Linked DNA regions of Zea mays: region 2 is linked to region 1. The links are chromatin contacts, called in public Hi-C maps. All regions are on one chromosome and are shown on one strand. The core of a region is the stretch at or near the end of the contact, and the rest is flanking DNA. Distances in the headings are between cores, read along the strand shown. Region 1 has its middle 15 kb from the start of LOC100216994. Region 2 overlaps LOC100274564 (auxin response factor).

Evidence for each region. A called contact is a pair of places that touch in the nucleus more often than the background predicts.
Region 2: a Hi-C map of tassel shows a contact between it and region 1, with 2.9 times the contacts expected there. The contact joins two enhancer-like sites. A contact is called at or near these places in 2 of 25 Hi-C or Micro-C datasets (ear and tassel).

What each region holds. Positions count from the first base shown.
Region 1 is chr4:25,257,773-25,263,557 of Zm-B73-REFERENCE-NAM-5.0, forward strand. No RefSeq gene overlaps it. Among protein-coding and RNA genes, the nearest start is that of LOC100216994, 15 kb to the left of the region's middle. Within about 2 kb of position 3,674, at least 9 of the 20 cell types and tissues checked have an H3K27ac peak or open chromatin away from gene starts, as enhancers often do. A contact at or near this core is called in ear and tassel, where this site is marked.
Region 2 is chr4:25,417,741-25,423,525 of Zm-B73-REFERENCE-NAM-5.0, forward strand. LOC100274564 (auxin response factor) reads right to left here. Exons shown (of 15, transcript NM_001320123.1): 8 at 5,646-5,785; 9 at 5,393-5,512; 10 at 5,196-5,271; 11 at 4,952-5,123; 12 at 3,954-4,873; 13 at 3,433-3,623; 14 at 3,126-3,342; 15 at 2,725-3,026. The coding sequence ends at 3,144. Among protein-coding and RNA genes, the nearest start is that of LOC100274564, 5.4 kb to the right of the region's middle. Within about 2 kb of position 2,756, at least 19 of the 20 cell types and tissues checked have an H3K27ac peak or open chromatin away from gene starts, as enhancers often do. A contact at or near this core is called in ear and tassel, where this site is marked.

The DNA.
Region 1 (5,785 bases), core at 2,424-4,923:
AGGCAGATTACAAAAACGTGCCTAAAAAATATGTGCCGGGCAGACCTCTGCTACCTCTTGACAAACTAAGAAAGGTCCCGGCTGGTGTTAAAAGGTTGCATGACTGGTACATGCGGGCATCATCGGTTGGCATCGACACAATCAGTGTGCATATACCAGACCATGCTTTTATTGGTTCGAACCAAAAGGCCGTTGTTACATTCGAGGACATGTGGTTAATGATGAACCTTCAGAGACTCGACGTGCAACTTGTAACGATGTTTGCATTGTAAGTGTCGCTCATACTTCCACATATGTGTGTTATTATTAGTGAGCTGTATAAAATTTCAATATCTGACATGCACGTGTGACTTGCAGAATGCAACATGATCAGCAGGAGATTCTTTACGGTACCAAGCCCAATGCTAGTGCCAGTAAAAGGGTTGGGTATCTCAACCCAATACTTATATCCGAGGAAAGCCACACTTTTAGAATCGGGAAAGACAACGATGAAATAAGGGGAAAGACGGACGAAGAAGTTGAGAAGCGTATAAAGGAAATGAAGAAGGATTTTGAAGCTCGATACGCCACATACATAGGACATGCAATGCTTCAATTTCAAGACAGGGAAGCCATAATGGCCCCATACAACTTTAAGTAAGTGTGATTTTGCATAAATAAAATTAATAATTTCAATACACATGCATCACAAATTTGATTCGTACAGGGACCACTGGATATGCTTCCTCATTTATCCTAAGGTTGGAAAGGTGCTGGTGCTCGACTCCTTGAACTTCGACCCTTCGACATATGCAACATTCCTCAGCATCTTAGAGCTGTAAGCCTTTTCTATGCATGCATACTTTTATCGATTAAAATTTGAGAATAACATGGTGATTCTATTTGAGATCACAGGGCTTTTAGGTTTTATAAGTTTAAAGGTGGAAAGTACGACCTGTCGAACCAACGCGTGCCACTAGAAATCCATCATCACTGGCCGGTAAGTATGTGATTTTATGAATACATATCATACACAATGTTGCAACTAAATAACCAATCTCCCGTTATGTAGTGCCACAAGCAACCACAAGGATCAGTCCTATGTGGATTCTATGCGTGCGAGTTCATGAGAGTGAACGGACGATACGTCACGAACCCTGACAAGGTATTATTAGTAATAGTCAAGTATGTATTTATGTCATTAAAGATGCAAATGTGTATAAATAGATGATGTTTATAAAATTCCTTTACAGCAATTTCAACGAGGAAACCCGGAGAACTTGACCGAAGCTGCATTGTATGGCATAGTCGAGGACCTCTGCACATTCATATTGAAAGAGGTCATACCCGCAGAAGGAAAATATCACGATGCTTCCGGGACATTAGCTTTGCCAGAGTTTAGAATACTAACAGAAATTAGTAGATTATCTCTTAGCCGAGATAGTTATTAGAGCTTAGGTGAAAACTTATGATGTATAGAATGCATGAAGCATATATGGTTGTAAACAGAATACTTTGATGTATATAAATGTATGATAGAATTTAATTTCATGTTGCTTTCAATATCAATATAGATCTATATATATATGTTTGTGTGTGTGTAAATAAATATATATATAATTCAGTATTGTTTGAAATTTTGAAAAAAGGCGGGAAAACTTTCCACTGGCGGCTAAATAAAGAAAACCGCCAGTGAAAAGTGCATTTTCACTGGCGGTTTTCTTAAGGAACCGCCAGTGGAAATGCACTTTTCACTGGCGGTTCCTTAAGAAAACCGCCAGTGAAAATGCACTTTTCACTGGCGGTTCCTTAAGAAAACCGCCAGTGAAAATGCACTTTTCACTGGCGGTTCCAAAATAACCGCCAGTGGAAATGCTGATTTCCACTGACCCCTAGCACTGGCGGTACTGAAAAACGCCTGTGTAAATAGGTTTAGAACCGCCACTATAGAGCTTCTGTGTACTTCGCCGAGTACACCAGCATCCCGTGCGCCCACTTGCCCGTGCCGGACTGCGTCACCACGATTGTCGACAGCGAGCAGCCGCCGCCGCCCGCATCACTGGAGTTGATGCTGGTGAAGAGCACCAAGCAGGCCACGAGGATCGCGGCCGGCTGCTGCTGCTGCTTCCCGTCCATTTCTTTGGAGTCGGTCGGTAACGAAGAGTGCTCGCTGTGTGTGTTTTTTTCCCTTTCTTTCTCCTGTTAGGAGTGCAAGCAGGGTTGTTTGGGGTTGTGCATCGCATTTGCGTTTTGGTCGCTATTTATAGGCTAATATGCACTTGCGTGATAGTAAATAATAAGTTAAAGGGCCTTTGATTTTTGTGCCAAAAAAACTGTAAACATTTGTTTCCACGTTTCGAATATTAAGAAATCAATCAATCTATTCTCAGAAATGGTTAAGAGGTCTTTCAAAAATTAAGGTGCGCTACATCTCATCTATTCTCTATCTCTATCTCTACCTCTATTTTTTCTTTAAATCATTAGTTTCTTACATCGTTCATCATGCGTGAAGGACGTAGAACTTAGGATTAAGATTTAAGTGTGAAATTATTTATATGCCACAGCCCACGTACTATAGTTACTAGTCTAATATCGTGTTATCGCTACAGTTTCGAGGAGATGGAGAGGGGTCGCTGGCGCCCCCGCGAGGGAGGGGTCGGCGGCGACGACGTGGGGAGGGGGCGAGGCTTGTGGCAGCGACGAGCCGACGGCGCAAGTGAGGGGCGGTGGGGTCAGGGGGAGGAGAAAGATGTGACATGTGAGCGATGAAAGAGGAAGGATAATCTAAATAATATTGAGTAAGAGATAGGAGGTTTATCCAGCGATCTGAATTTTCGATTTTGATGGTGTGCTATGTGGGTGCAATTCGTTTGATGGATTTAAGAAAGGTTATGAGTGTCGGGTAATTTGGTTGTGTGAGTTTTGTAAAGTTTAAACTGATTAATCATATAGTGGTATAGATATGTTTTGTTTTCCAAGAGGCCTTTGGCTTTAATTAACCAGGAAAGAAACGGATCAAGAGGAAATTGATGTGTGCCGGATATCCTTTATTCATCCTTTTCCACCATATCTTAACTCGCCACCAATATTTGTCTAGATTTATTAGCATGTCAATAGTGATGTCACAAGAATATGATCTCTTCATTATAGACCCTAGAACGGTTTTCTAAATATAAGAAAAAATTGAGACTATATGATGCAATCTGAGCCTCTAGATCATAAATACAGTTAAGAGACAATAAGTATAAAAAGTCGTGAAAAGATGAACTCTTCGCAAAGAGTTTGTCTCTTAATTTTTTTCACTTAACACACTAGAGACCCCTAAAAAGACACTTTAATTATTATGGTTGTACATACCTTAAGATATGTTGTATTAATATCAATGAAGTGTTTAGTTTTCACCATCGTCATACGTCAAGTCTATTTTTTTTCTCACCCCTCCCCACTTTTGTAAAAATAAGGTAAAGTTATATGGTTCAAACATTGATTATGTTTATATTATATACTCACTCATATTATAATACAAAGTATATCTATGTGATATATAAAAATCGTAGCAATGCACATACATCTAATTAGTTTCATTATTAAGCGTTTAATAGAAAAAAAATGAGTTCGTTAGCACTACAATTTAGGCCCTACCACAGATGTTTTTCGATTAAGGCCTGTTGTGAAGATGTATAGGCCCAATTAGGTGGCCCATTCTCCGCACTGTTCAGCCATTGACATCTCCGTTTACGGACTTGCAGTTTGCAGGGCATTTGGTACCTGATACTAATTGCTAACAAAACCTGACATTATATAACAACGAAAATTGCAACAAAAAAATGTATCTACAACAAAAATCCATGCACATCTCGATTCTTCAAAGCCTAACACCAGTAGGTCTTCAACAGATATTATTAAAATTGAATTCCTCTACTTTAAATGAGTTTTGATCAAAAGAAATGAAACCGCACTTTGTACAATAGTACCGAGACACGGTACACCAATCATCAAATCATATTTGATGGTGACAGCGAGGGCTCAATAAAAAGCTAGTGTGATAGACTCCCATAAAAAATAAATAGAGGGATTAAATTTTATGCTTTTTATTTATCTAAGTATCTAGATCATATAATCCACATAATAATCTATGCTTTTTATTTGTCTCTTAACTTATTTAAGATTTAACTTATTTAAGATGGATTATATAATTCAGAGAGTAAATAAATATATAGGACCTTAATAGTGAGTAGGAAGTAAAATCCGATACTTATGGATACAAATTTGTTATGTACAGTAAGTTTTTCTCTATTTAAAATTCGACTATAGATAATATTGGTTGTGTTGGATAAGATATAAATAGATATCAACATTGCATATATATTTGACTTGAGCTATGTGACTTTAGATAAAGAGGTGTTTACATACACTAGAGCTAATAGTTAGTTGGCTAAAAAATATTAGTAAAATTAGCTAGCTAACAATATCTAACTAACTATTAGCTAATTTGCTAAAAATTGCTAATAATTGAAATATTAGCTAGAATGTTTAAATGTATTTAATTAATTTTAGCAGCAAACTAACTCTAGAGTATTCAAACACCCCCACAATGTAGAACACAAAAAATCCTGTTACGTATACATGTGGATAATAATTGTACTACTTATACTCTAGCATAAGCAAATAGCGAGTCCACTTTTCCTTTTATAGCATGAAATGACGTCCTAAGGCTTGTTTGGATACTCCTCGTACTCACCTCTATCCACATGTATTACATATGGATTGAGGTGAATATAGGAGTATCCAAACAAGGTATTAAGGGGTGTTTGAATGCACTAGAGCTAATAGTTATCGGTTAAGTTAAAGATATCCAAACAATCTAGCTAATAATTTAGCTATTAGCTATTTTTAGCAAATTAGCTAATAGTTAGTTAGCTATTTGTTAGCTAGCTAATTTCATTAGCATTTTTTAGCGAACTATCTATTAGCTCTAGTGCATTCAAACACCCCATAAGAACTCAAAGAATTCATGATTATCTTTCATAAAAATCAATGTGATGATAAGTTTTGTCTAAGGGCATGTAAATTTAGGGAGTTGCTAAAATATTTTAAGGTGTAAAAAATGTTTGTGTAAATTTAGAAAGCTAAATTTACATAACTATTAGAGAGGCTAGTGAAATTTAGGGACCTGCTTTACATAACAGTTTGTGCACCAATCATTTATTTTTATGTAAAGCAGGTCCCTAAAATTACGTGACTGTTATATAATTATAGATTTACAAAACCTTCATGTAAAGAAGGTCCCTAAATTTACATAATTGTTATATAATCATAGATTTAGGGAGTTGCTAAAACATTTTAAGGTGTAAAAATGTTTGTGCTCCAAAAGTTCTTTATTTATTAGTTGCTAATTTTTAAAGTTGTCCACATCAAAAAAAATAAGTAGGTTTGCTTTCTATTTTTAATTGAGTTGACGACAGAAATCCATATCATCAACAAACTTCCCTAGTTGTTGGAAGGTTAGAGTTATTGATGGAGATCAGGTGATGGTTGTGACAGGAATATGCCATCCACGGAGATGCTCATGGTGATGACGTGGAGGCAGCATTAAAGGTGCTCTATGGTGCCTCGACATAAGAGGTTGTCTAGTGGCAGCGTCATGTCATCTTGGATGGTGGAGATGGATTTGTGGTCACTAGGGGTGGTGGGACGACGTGAAACCGTTGCTAGAGTAGGCTTTTGCGATGGACTTAGGACCATGATTTCGACAGTCCCAACAAAGTTTTAAATGTAAGAATGAAATTGGGTTTTGTACGGAGTT
Region 2 (5,785 bases), core at 1,506-4,005, 160 kb after region 1:
TCTGATCTTTGGTATTTCCTCTTAGAGGGAGTACTTTTGGGTAATAATTGGGTTTATTACTAAAACTTGGCTCTACTAATAGTAATAAATGTTTGACCAACTAAAAGCAACTGCTTAACCTCAACCCCACGGACAGCTAGTGCACTTTAGCCAAACGGGATATTTGTTGAGTATGTTGATGTGTACTCACCCTTGCTTTACAAACCACCCCACCCCAGGTTGTCCCCACTGTACTCAGTGCTCAAGAGGAGATGCTGGCAACATGGAGGACTTTGAGGAGTTCCAGGACTACGACGAGTTCTAGTTTTTCTTAGTGGCAAACCCCCCAGTCAGCTGCCTGTGTAGGCTTATCATCTACGTTTCATTTCTTCGCACTTTGATATTGTTGTTAAAGATAATGGTTATGTATTAGACTCTGTGGATGTCTTGGACATCTTGATGTAATTAAAGTACCTTTTCGCTATTTATTTCGAGCATTGTGTGATGATGTCCAATTATGTATTCGATGTGTACGTGAGTTTCTAATCCTGGCACGTACATGTTCGCATTCGGTTTACCTTTCAAAAACCGGGTGTGACACCCTTTAAGCAACATTAACTAACATGTTAAGTAATCCATATTGGATTAGGTAGAATCTAGATTAGATGGGTATGACCAGATTAGATTAGACAAGATCTAATTGATTTGGATTAGATCATAGTTGTTACACTGGATGTGGTAAGTAAGCTTATTTAGGACAAGATGAGTTTATAGGGATAAGATAGAATCTATTAAGATAAGATGGACATGTGACGCTAGATACATTTTAATGGGATAATCTAGGTTTTCTAATTATCTTATAATCATTTTTTTGCATATATGTATATGCAAATGCAATTGTGGATATTACTCCACAACTCATCACGCTCAATCAAAAAATCAAATCAGATAGGTATCATAAGAACAAGCATCCAAACTCATAGATATCTATAAAAAATAGTTTTGTTTTTGTTCCTAAGATTAGGTCTCCTATTCGTAAGGGGTCACTTTAGGTGCTGGATTCTAAGGTGTGAAATCCACTGTTGTCTTTAGAAGAGAAAATGTAAGAGTAATCAGAGTAAAGTAGCATTAGATGAGAAAAAGATCAAGAAAAGTTTATAAAGAATTAAAGTAGCAAATGTAAGTAAGGGTTGTTCAATTTTATCTAGGTTGCGTCCTGCAGTCAACATTTTTCTGATACCACTTCTGTCATATCCAAATTTTAAGTGAATCCAAACGCGAATCAAATGTGTGTTAACGCGAATCAAATGTGTGTTAAGATCACTCATGGTACAAAAACAAATGTGAATTAAATATACCGCTTGCAATTCGAACTACTGCAGCTACGGCTGAAAGCGGAGAATTTATTATTCGGGCACGCGCGACCAGGTTGACAGCTTCTTCCTCTGCTCTGTGACTCATGTCAGAACAAAATCACTGCCCCCGTCTTGAAGGCCGTGCACGCGCGCATGTGCGGCTGGATCTACTGCCGGCGGCGCGGTCGTTGCAGCCTCGGAAGGTAATAAGTATTACTACATTGCAGTGAAAAGCTTCGGCTGAGGATTGGATTGGATTGGATTACTGCTCTGGTCCAAGCTTCAGCTGAGCTGTGAAGCTACACTTGCTTCCAGTCCAGCCAGAAGCGAAGCTACACTCTAGTCTCTAGCTAGGGGTTATAGATGACCAATAAACACGAGGCCCGCTGTTTAGGCCCGGTCCGAACCCAGCACGACACGGTTCTATACGGGCCTGGGCCGACCCGGCACGAATAAGCGGGCCGGGCTCGGACAAGAAACTAGGCACGGTGGGATAGTCCGGCACGGCCCGTTTACCTCTAAGCACGTTAAGCCCATTTTTTTGCACTAAAATGTGTTTTCGGTCCATTTAGCCCGCTTTTCGGCACGTTTTTTCGTACGGCCCGTTTAGGCGCGCTACGGGTCAGACTTGGACTGAGATTTAAGCCCGCGGGCTTAGAAGGCCCGGCCTGGTTTCCTAACCATGCCTAACGGGCCGGACCCAAAACGGGTCGGGCTTCACTGGGCCCGGGCCGAGCCGTGCGGCCCGTTTGGCCATCTCTACTAGGGGTGCAAATTCACCTCCCCAAAAATAAAAATACAAAATCCATAGAACTGGTTAAAATTTCACCATATGCAAACCCTTAAAACAAATTCACACGGCAAATGCGCTATCCTCGTATTTGCTCTACCTTCGCCACGGTTTCCAGCGGGGCGTAGATTGAACGTGCTGGCAGGTATACCGTCCAAAGTGCTGCTGCGGCAGCGGCGGCGGCGGCGCACCGGCAGCTCGTCGCACGGCTAGGTTCGGAGGCTGTCAGACTTTGGGATACCGTCAGCAGAGGGCAGACGCAGCTCGCTAACTTTCCAACCGGCACCCCAAACCAAACCTTTCAGTTGTAGGTTACGACAGATGTGTCGTTTTCCAAGCCGACAGTATGGTGCGAATGTCATCGTCAACGTCGAGCACCATACTAGATCATCCATGGATATGGATCAGGCCAATCCAAACAAATCCGCACGCGCCAACGACAGACATGATGGCTAGTCTCCCGTATCAGCAGCCCGCAACAAAACCCACCGGGATCACAACACCATGATAACAAACATGAGCCACGGCCGACAACGAACCAAACCAAGCGCCACAACAAGCAGCTGGGATCTTGAGCAACCAGCACGGGGGCCCAGGGGTGACGATTAAGCAGATGATATATTAGAGTTGATGCAGGGAGGGGCAGTTATGTACAGCGCTTAGTGGGACTTCGTTTGCTAAGCATACATTAGGTAGGTGCGACCAGCTAAAACTTGCCACATCAGAAGGAGAAACCAAAACTGCAGGAAGGTCCAACCAACTCAGAACACCAGCTTTAGATACTACTACGGTGCGCTACGGGCTCATCCAATGCATATTAGAAAGGGGAAAAAAAGGCATTAAGCTCCGCTACAAGGAGATCTATGGATACATTTGCCTTGTTCTCTACTACTTGGGACGACCTGCCAAAAGAACAGCGGAGAACTCGTTCAGAATTATTATTATTATTATTATAACCATCAGGACTAGGTCCAGCTGCTATCCAAGTTGATCGCAATTACCAGCTAGCTGCCAAGGCATCAGCAGTTGTCGGAGTTAAGCGACGAGGCGGACTGGTAGCCGGGTGCCTCTCTAGCAGCAGCAGTAGATGCGGAGCCCCTCTCCGTCGAATTGGCGAGGCCGCTGTCCTCCGGCCTCGAGTTCAGGGCGCCCGGGTTCATGCGCTGGACCTCCTCCCTCGTGTACACGAAGATCTTGTGCACCATGCTGCAGAACTCACTGCCCACACAGCCAGGTCGACGCGCACAACACATCAGGGGCTTTTACGAGAGAACAACGGACGTCCGGCTGCTACTACTCGTTACTTACTTCCAGGGGTCGTCCCCGACCAGCATCATGTCGCCTTCGTAGTCGGTGTACACGACCATCCACTCCTTGCTACAGCCTTTCAGCTCGCCGTTGAAGTCGAACATCTCGTCCAGCTCCGCCACCAGCTCCGTGTAGCCGTTGAACTTGGTAAGGTCCACGGACCTGCCCAGCGCCATTCCTTGCTTGTGGACCTGGAACGGACAGCAGGCGTCGTTCATGCCAAAAAATATTTCTGCGGAAATATACCGCTCATGTGCCTAGCTAGCGCATGCAGCCACAGCAGCATTAAGTGGATACGTTTAGATAGTGCGTACAGACAGCCACAGCGTTCAGATGGCAAAAATCTACCATGCAGTTCAAACAGGGAGTAAATACGCACGTGATGGAGGTTCCATTTAGTTATGTCTGCGTGGTGCGCTAGGAAGCTAAAGAGGCTTTGCAAGTTTCTCTTGTAGCCTTGGAACATTGCAAACGAACATAGGAGATGCTTGGCATAGTAGTAACGAGAGAAAAAAACACACCTTCTTGCAGCTCCTAGTCGACCCGCCTTGTGATTTGCACTGTGTGCCCCTTGAAGCTTGTGGGCATCTCTCTGGGACAGGATCCACCTGTGTAGCACCGAGTTGCTTTGGCGTCTTGTGCGGCTCAGGGCTTTTGTCTGCGTCGATTCCGTCTGCCATCCACTTCTCAGCTGCCGGTGTGGCAACGCTTGGCGGAGACTTCAAAGGTTCAGATTTGGCTGGGCTGTCGAGATGGATTCCAAAAAGCTTGCACGAGTTGCCCTTCATTTTCAGAGCTTCGCCGTGAGCAAGGACCAAAGGTTGAGGCTTAATCACGCGTGGCTGGGCATCGTCCACGCGACCACCGGGTGTCGTGTGCCCAAACCATCCAGATGGGTATCGATCAATGCCTCGGCCAGGTAGTGCAGCATAAACTCCATTCCCAAACTTGGTGTTTGTACAACTCTGAGACATCCCACCGACTTCCTGGATCATTGGATAGCTCTGTCTGTTCATCCCAAAGCCAGTACTTGAAGGCATCATGGACCATGAACCAGGGAACAGATTGTGATTGCCTTGCTGGTCTTGGTAATGAGCGTTTACAGTGTGCCAGAAATTAGGACGTCCAGCGGCAATCTGATCAGGTAAAGAACAGAAACCCTGCGAATTCCGTGCACCTTCATTAGGTGGTTGATATCCCGATAACATTTCACTGTAACCATCAGGTCTGTTCATTCGCATCCAAATATCTGAACCCAGCTTCCTCTGCATGCCAATGGTGCTCTTGTCCAGATCAAAACCTGACGGTCGCAGGGAGGACTTATGAGCAGAGTCCAATTCACTGTTATCACCAAAAACACTTTTCGGGGCCACATTATCCTGGGTCTGCAAGGGCCTTTGCAGGGCATGTTGTTGAGTCTCTAATGTGACCTTTGGAGCAGCTAGAATGGGGTAAAACACATGCATTAGTAAAATTACCATACATCCTACCAAGTTTTGCACGCACGATGAAGTCAAACCTTCTTTTGTTGGAGCTGAAGACTCGGGCAGAGAAGCTACAGCATTAGAGCGAGGTCTCTTGGGTCTGTGCACTGGAAGTGGGTTGATAGGGGGAGGGCTGACTGCAGGTTCTATTTGCCAGGGAGAAACCCTTTCAGGACGTGGAATGGAGGAAGCTTCATCCCACCTCACCTGGATAAACATTAAAGCACATCACAACAATGTTAACAGAACAAGTCATTGAGAGGGAAAAGGGGTAAATACCTTGAGGTAACGCCATTTAGATTCAGCCCATCCAGCTTGATCAGGATCCACATTTCCAACAATGGTCCCAGTGAACCTAAAATGTACAGAAATATAATGTTTCAGGTCAATTTTAATAGAGGTATCAACTATTTGAAGCAGAAATTTAATAGAGGTGAAGCAGAAAATATCTACTATTGCACCAGAAAATTTCTTACCTTTGTTCTGGAGCCTCTTCACCTTCAAACCTCATTTTAAATCTCATCCCTATAGGGTAATTTCGTTTCAGTGATTCCATATAGCGATCACAGGGAACAACAAACTCAGCTGGACTTGTCCTGAGAGTAGCAATTCAAAAGACAATTCTATTAAATGAAAGCACTGAATATTGGATCAGAAATAAAATCGCACAAGGCCTAACAAAATTCAGGAATTATCAAGCATAAAACCTAGAGAAAATTTAGCACAGACCTAGGCTTGTAGTAGACAGTAAACATGGTCCCAGTGTTAACAGCATGCCATGCTGTAGCAAGAACACCAAGATGCATGCTGTGGCTTGATATTACTGAAGACGGAACATTTGCTTGCTGCCTCATGGCACGCCTGACTCC